Regions from separate parts of the Rattus norvegicus genome. Here region 1 is linked to region 2. A link is a contact called in public Hi-C data. All regions are on one chromosome and are shown on one strand. The core of a region is the stretch at or near the end of the contact, and the rest is flanking DNA. Distances in the headings are between cores, read along the strand shown.

Evidence for each region. Hi-C and Micro-C count contacts between places; a contact is called where the count stands out from the background.
Region 1: a contact with region 2 is called in a Hi-C map of kidney, with 5 times the contacts expected there. The contact joins the promoter of Fktn here to the enhancer-like site in region 2. A contact is called at or near these places in 9 of 12 Hi-C or Micro-C datasets (the Rat2 cell line, Schwann cells, frontal cortex and 5 more).

The regions. Positions count from the first base shown.
Region 1 is chr5:73,133,346-73,137,118 of GRCr8, forward strand. Fktn (fukutin) reads left to right here and starts at 1,817. Exons shown (of 10, transcript NM_001108667.1): 1 at 1,817-2,048.
Region 2 is chr5:73,028,264-73,032,415 of GRCr8, forward strand. It overlaps a transcript of Slc44a1 not described here. Among named protein-coding and RNA genes, the nearest start is that of Fsd1l, 22 kb to the right of the region's middle. Within about 2 kb of position 1,313, at least 77 of the 93 cell types and tissues checked have an H3K27ac peak or open chromatin away from gene starts, as enhancers often do. A contact at or near this core is called in hepatocytes, kidney and liver, where this site is marked.

The sequences.
Region 1 (3,773 bases), core at 567-3,066, 110 kb after region 2:
TTTGCCATAGGATACCACAAATGTTACCGGGCCAGAACGTGTAGATACACATACCTGGATGCTTCCTGGAAGGTGAATGTTTACTTCTGGCGGAGGCTATTTTTATTCCTCCTTGTATCCTTCTCAACAGCTTTAAATTTGGTTAACAAGATTAAAAGGCTTTTTATGATGAGCGAGTCTCTCCGAACCTGCTTGAGAAGTACTATTTGTATGACAGTATATGATAGCAGGAAGTGAAGGGAACAAACATTTCCTTTGGCTCCTAGTTGGAGAGGTTAAAGTCTAACATAGGAGGGAGGGCATGGCAGAGTTTATGGCAGCAGGGGCAGGTGGCTGAGTCTACTCACATCTAGATAGACTGGACCAAGAAGCAGAGAGCAGACTGAAAGAGGAGCCAGGCTCTGATCCTTAAAGTCTGTCCCCTCTAGTGGCCTATTTCCTCCAGGGTTTTAAGGTTCTAAAACTGCCTGGAGGCAAAGTATTCCAACAGAAGCATCTGGGGAGCAGTCCACATTCGACCCACTAACAAGGACCGCCATCTTTAGTGTGTGTACGTGGTTATCATCCAACTTCCGGTGGTAGGTGGGGCTTTTACTTTGTAAACTTATATTAAAAACAATAAAGTCACCTGCAAGTGGATGAAAATTTACAGGTAAATTGCCCAAAGAAGTTGCTGACAAGTTATGTCTAGGAAAACCAAAAGGATTGTCGATTTTCTTTGAAGTGTTCTAAATTCTTTCCTTTACATATATCTCTAAACCCTGGTACACTTTACAGTAACAGAAACTTTATAATGTATATAGCACATTACAACTGTGCTTATACAGGAAAAACCATGAGATCCATCCTTAAACTTAACCCGGACCAGAAAACGGGATCGTCCTCTGCCTCTTTCAAGGTTTATACAGGGTAAGATTTACTATGCATTGAAATGTATTCACTTCTAAAACCTAGAAAGTTTCCTTTCATTCTTATAATTTCGACATTATTGAGCATAACAACATTCATTTCTTTTTAAATATCGCCTCTTATTACTCCAGTAGGCATCAATTACATTTGTGTGTGTGTGTGTGTGTGTGTGTGTTTATGTGTGTGCATGCTCATGAGTGTGTTGAAAGACAAGGCCTCTCTCCAGATTCTCCTGTCTTGGCTCCCCAAAATGCTTGAGTTATAGGCATGTCAGACTTAATCAAAAATTTTGACATAACCACGTTCCATCACAATTTTTAGAAAAATTCTGTTTTAAGACAAGCATGGTGATGCAAACTTGTTATCCCAGCACTTGAGATGTGGAAGCGCTAGGATGAGTTGAAGTCCATACTGGGCTAAGTAGAGTTTAAGGCTGGTCTGAGTTAAATGATACAGAGCGAGGTATGTAGGGTAAATTATTTCATCATCTTCTTTTTTTTTTTTTTACTAAATGTCATTAGTAATTTTTTTAGAGAACTTAAAATATTTCTTTGATGCTTTTTAATTTTCAAAAATTCCTATCAAAATCCACATCTGATCTTTGCTAACTCTTAAAATTACACCGCTAAAAGCAAAGATGCCAGGCCCAAAACCGTCTATATTTCTCTCAAGCCCCAAACTGGAAGATAGCATCTTCTAGACTTGGATGTCTAGTAGGCACCTCAACTTTATGAGTACACCCATCCCTACATACTGCTCTTCCCCATTCTGGCCACAGTAGCAGAATGTGGAGAGAGGATGATAATGGGGAGGGGGGAGGGGGTGGGGGGGGCAGAGTCGTTATCCATCCTAAGTTTGCACTTTCTCCGCTCTGTTTGGTGAGCCACACACTAGGGGAGACAGTTCTGTTTTTCCTAAACCTCAGGCAGCCTCAGGACGCTGCTGGAGGGATGGCTGACTGCAGATTTCTAAAGGCCAGACAAATAGAAGGGCTCCGAGAACTTGGCAGCAGACGTTGGCAAACCTGTACGGCCAAAGGCTACTCGGGCTAGCGAACGCAGCTGTGCGCTTGACGGTTTCTTTGCGACAGTCGTCGTGACTGCCGTAAAGCGAGGCTTCCGCCGCAGCTCTAGAGTTAGGTAAGATGAGGGCCTCCGGGCTGTGTATCTGAGCCTGGGCGTGGGCGGGTTCCCTCAGGCATGAGTCGCTGGTCTACTCGTACCCTGGCCGGCGGTCCGCCACCCTTTGGGTGCCCGCCCTACGGCGGCGGGGAGGAGTCCGACGTCGGCCGCAGGTACGCGAGCTTGCTGCCGCCACAGGGACAGATGGGTCTCACATGCCCATGCTGTTCGTTGATCATCCTGACACCGCTTCGATTTTTGGAGGTTCATGGAGACGCTTGTAGAGGCCGGGTTGGAACAGTGATGTTTGAGCTGGGCGGCGAGAGCGAACCACGCGAGTAGAACGATCGGTCGGGTGTGAGGACCAATTCCTTGCCAAGGTTCCTCCGCAGGGGAGGAACTGCTGCAGCCCGCTGCTCTGAGTGCATCCTCCGCGGTGGCTGGAGGCATGAACTCACTGGGAAAGGAAGGGAGAATGGCCACCCAGGGAGGGTTCCACGAGGCGAATTTTGGTCCTGCGCGAAAGACAAGTTCTGTGTAGAGCAGCCATCTGCCACCCTTCGAAGGGAGTAGGTGGTTGGTTTTCCAGTCTCTTTCCTCTCTTCTGAGACTCCTCGGTGGTTATAGATCGTTTGAAGGAGTGCTCACTATGCTTAATAATATGATGACGATGGTAATAATACAGTGGGCGCGGTTAGCGATGACAGATAACTGCATGTAGGAACTTTCCGGTCTTCCGTTTACATTATCAGTTGGGGGATATCGGGAAAGACTTGATGTAAATGGGTACGGGTAGTTAAAAGCTTAGGTAAGAGTCTAAAGAACTGAATTCAGATTTCATCGAGATCGCCAATGTCTCAGGTAGCACAAGGCAAGCCACTTTCCTGTATGTCTCGAGCTTTCTCGGCTATAAAGAATGATATTCCAGCCTTTCTACCTTTGAAGATTTCCAATAAATAAAAGTCAACCTGTGAGCCAGCCATGGTAGCTCACACCTGTAATAACAGCACTTTGGAGGACAAGAAAAGCACTAGGAAACAGCTACATAACGATTGACAGACCAGCCTGGGGTAAATGCCCACAGCCAAGCAATTAATTACATGTCCCTTGAGGGAAAGGCTTTACTCACTGTCTTAGGGCTAATATTTTCTGTGATGAAATACCATACCGTGACTTGGGGAAGAAAGGTTTATTTTGCACACAGTTGCATATAACAGTTCATCATCAAAAGCACTGAGGGCAGGAACCTGGAGGCAGGAGCTGATGCTGGGACCATGGAGGAGCGCTGCTTACATGCTCCCATGGCTTACTCAGCCTCCTTTCTTATAGAACCCAGGACCACCAGCCCAGGGGTGGCACCACCCATAATGGGCTGGGCCCTTCCACATCAATCACTAATCAAGAAAATTCTCTACAGGCTACAGTCCAGTCTTATGGAAGTATTTCCTCATTTGGGGTTCCCTCTTCCCAATTATTGTAGCATGTGATAAGTTGACATAAAATTAGCCAGCAAGCTCACGTACATGAAATGTAAATCAAATAACTTGATTTGAGCTGGGACAACAACTCAGTCACTGAAGCGCTTGTTGCAAGCATGCTGATCGGACTTCCATCCCCAGATCAGGGTGGCCTGCAGGTAACCTCAGAGCTGGGGACAGGGAGACGGGATTCCTGAGGCTCCAGGGGAGCCAGCAGAAGTGAGAGGATTACTGGTTACCAGCCTGGCTCCAAAGTCAATGAGAG
Region 2 (4,152 bases), core at 63-2,562:
TATACAACTTGATCTCATACAAAGATCAGAAAGGTAGACCTCTGGACCAAAGCTTTTCTCTTGAAATTGCTTTGAGACGTCCATTGGATACAATTAAAAGCTAAAATTTCTAATGATATTTATCAGAGGAAACCATTAAAATGAGGTAGGTTCTAGGGAAAGTGTATCTTTGGTATAAGGCTCATTGAAGACCCACAGAGAGCATGTGCAGCTGGATAGGAAAAAGGCGGAGAACCCAAATTGCTGGATGATTTGAACAGGCACTTCACCAAGGAAAATCAGTGTCTGGAAAGTGGATAAAGGGACCTTAGTAGCTTCCTTCACAGGGAGACCAGCAAGGGGCATCTGCCTCACTCTGGGCACTAGACAGTGCTAAGAATTCTTAAATCAGGGGGCTGGGGATTTAGCTCAGTGGTAGAGCGCTTACCTAGGAAGCGCAAGGCCCTGGGTTCGGTCCCCAGCTCCGAAAAAAAAAAAAAAGAACCAAAAAAAAAAAAAAAAAAAAAAGAATTCTTAAATCAGGGGCTGAAGGGGTAGTTCAGTCTGCAGAGTGCCCAGTCTAACAAGCATGAAGCCCCAGATCAGTCCTCAGCGCTATATATACTGGGTGGGATGACACATGATGACCTGGGATATATGAGCCCTTGTCTCAAAAAAATTTTTTTTCTTTTCTTAAAACGTGGCTACACGGCTGGAGAGATAGCTCAGAGGTTAAGAGCACTGTCTGCTCTTCCAGAGGTCCTGAGTTCAATTCCCAGCAACCACACGGTGGCTCAAAACCATCTATAATCACGTCTGGTTCCTTCTTCTGGCCTGCAGGCAGAAAGCTGTATGACGTATACATAATAAATAAATAAAAAAAAAAACGTGGCTACACTGTGTTAAAGGTGGAGAATACTCTTAATGGTCAGCACCTCCAGTGTATAAACTGTGCACTCCAATATTCATTTCTATAAATAGGCAAAGACACTTGGGGCAACTTGACTCTATAATTATCATCTATCAGACCTTCTCTTGCTGCTCAAACTTGCTTGACAAAAAGACTCTAGGTAAAAACAACCAAACAGCCCACTCTCGTTCTTGCACCAACCACACGGAACCTCCGCAGAGGTCCTGAGACATCTATACAAGGAACAGCAGCAGGTCACCCTGGCTCCTGGAGCCCCAAACCTTATCAGAGCTATTTGAAAGTTTGCGACAGGCTGTAGAGGGTGGTTCTGATGCTTTGAAACTGTGTTTACCGTCGCTGAAGATCCTTGCCCCCAATTGGTTTTTGATCTATCAATAAAGAGGCCAGTAGCCAATGGCTGAGCATGGGGCGGGACACGGAGCGTTGCGCTGGTAGGACTAGAATCAGGACGGGGGAGAGGATAAGTGCCTTGTGCGTTGCTGTGCGGCAGATTGGTGGCTAAACAGTCCCAGGGGAGCAGAGGGAAAGCTGGTACTGACCAGCACAGCACATTTGCCATCTTGTGTACAACTGCTCGATAGTTGGCCTCTCAGTCCATCCCGGCTGCCGGCACCCAGTTTCCAGTATTCAGTATTGGGTTCTAACTGGCCCTACCTGCGGTCAGTGTCCAGTTGCCATTCTTAGAACCTGCATGGCTGTAGAAAAGGCCCAGGCAGAGGCGTAGAGCAGCTGCTCAGCATAGCCACTGACAACTGACAGAGCAGAGAGCAGCCAAGGTGGGAAGGGAGTGAAAGCAGAGACAAGGACGCTGAGAATGGGCTGTGAGGAGCTACAGGAGAGAACCTGCAGCTCTGGACTCCACAGAGCTCCCTCACAGCCACGAGACTCAGACCCCCAAGCTGAGAGACATAACACAGGCCACTGACAAGGACCCAGGGCCCCTTGCCCGAGGCCTTCACTGGGCTGTAACAGATTGTTGCTTCCTGCCCCGTATGTCTGCCAAGTGCTGGGACTGGAGTGGTCAAACACTGAGGGAAACACAAGCTTCTAGAGACCAGCAGTGAAGAACCTCTGTCTGCCCATGATTTCCACCCATTTAAGTCAAGAGAGCCGTTAACCATCTGATTGGTGGCAACTGGAGACATACATACTTAAGGCATCCGAGATGTGGCTACCTCTAATGTTAGAAAAGAAAATGTTGACTTGGTTTTGAAGAAACTAGAAACTGTATATAACTTCTGGGAGAATAAGTCAGCAGAAACATGCTGGAAACCTGTTTCCTTTTATTCATTAAAGTTGGAAATAAATACAGATCCAATAGTTTCCTTCCTGGGCACTGAAAGGCCCGAACATCTGTGCACCAAGGAACTTGTTCGTGAATGCTCATGGGCTGGGGGAGCAATGCTGCGAGCCTTGTGATCCCAGCACTAGGGTGACTGAGGTAAAAGGATCATGGGTTGAAGCCACATAGAGAGACACTCAAAAAAGCAAATAAAACGAGGCCCCCACCATGGTTATAGAAGGATATTTGCAGTACCCTCAAAATTGTAAACAACTCAGGTGTCCAAAACAGTAGGATTAATCGTGCTTTATTGACATGCTACAGTTGTCTGCACTGAAGTAAGCTGGAATGAGCTGCCTGTGTCTTCGATAACATTCTAGCCTGCGGGTTTTCACCAGCAAAGGGCGATCTGGGTGATTATTCTCTGGGTCTCTAGGTCAAAGCTTAGAAATTGAAAATAGAAGAAAGATGCAAATCCTGGCAATGTGTGTAGGTTGTGATGAATTTGAGGATGTCTTTTAGAATGTAAGAAAGAAACTAGAAGACGGAGGGGGGAAAAAGGTGATTCCGAGGCCTTCAACACTAAAACAATACATAATGGGGGTTCTTGGGTAAGATGTAGATGGGGAAAGGAGGGAAAGAGGGAGGGAGAGGGAGACAGACAGGGAGAGGGAGAGAGACGAAGAGAAAGATGACAGAGAGAATGGCTTCAGAATTAGGGGGAAACATATTTGCACTGCAGAATTCTATCTTTGGGAGCTCCATGAGGGTAGGACAAAGCCAGTTCAAACATGCTTGGGATTTTTATGCCATCACACCAGTCATACCAAGGTCATGATCAAAAAAGGACCTCCACTGTATTTCTCTTTGTTCAAAACAATCATAAAAATCACCTTTAGGGCTGGAGAGATGGCTCAGTGGTTAAGAGCACTGCCTGCTCTTCCAGAGGTCCTGAGTTCAAATCCCAGCAACCACATGGTGGCTCACAACCATCTGTAATGAGATCCGATCCCCTCTTCTAGTGTGTCTGAAGACAGCGACAGTGTACTCATATACATTAAATAAATAAGAACTAAATCTTTTTTAAAAAATCACCTTTATTTTAAGGTGGTTGAGTAAGAGAAGAAATCAACTATCTAAGAGAAAGCAGAGGAGGTGTGGTGCCACAAGTGTGTTACCTCAGCACTTGGATGCAGGAGGGTCACAAGTTCAAAGCCAGTCTGAACTACACTGAAAACTTTGAAAAAATTAAAACAAGGGAATAGATAAAATACAATATATATAATATACAATATATAATATGTTTATATAATATATACATACATATACACACACAAAATAAAGGGTCAAGTGCTGGCCACTCAAGCATGAGGACTTCGGTTGATTGCGGAATGTACTAAAAAGGCTATGGGAAGTGCTTATTTGTCACCCGGATGCTGGTGGGATAGAGGCAGGAAGATCCCATGGGTTTGCTCGTGAGCTTCCGGTTTGGGGAGAGACCTTGTCTCAGTTTGAGTCAACTGAAGAAGAAAACCAACAGTCTCAATCTCAGGCCTCCTCTTTCACCTACACACATATACATATGCACGTGATCACATACATGTACACACATACACACACCACACACACATACACACGTGCACACACACGCACACAAAGGGAAGTCATAAACTTGAAAATAAGTGTGCTGGGGTGGCTAAATGGCAAATGTGTTTTTTGGGGGGAAAAGGTCTTGAATTTTTTCTATGGGGGATTCAGACAAAGGAAGAATAAAATATGGGATTAGTAAAATTGTTCAAATTCTATTTTACACCAAGTATTTCACCTGGAAAAAGTTTCTTTCATTTTAAAGTGTCTTTGACCTTGTTTTGTTTTTAGATGAGGTCTCACTTAGCAGCCCAAGGCCCGTTTGTCTCAATCTCCTAAATGGTGGTATTAAAGATATACCTCGAGGCCTGAT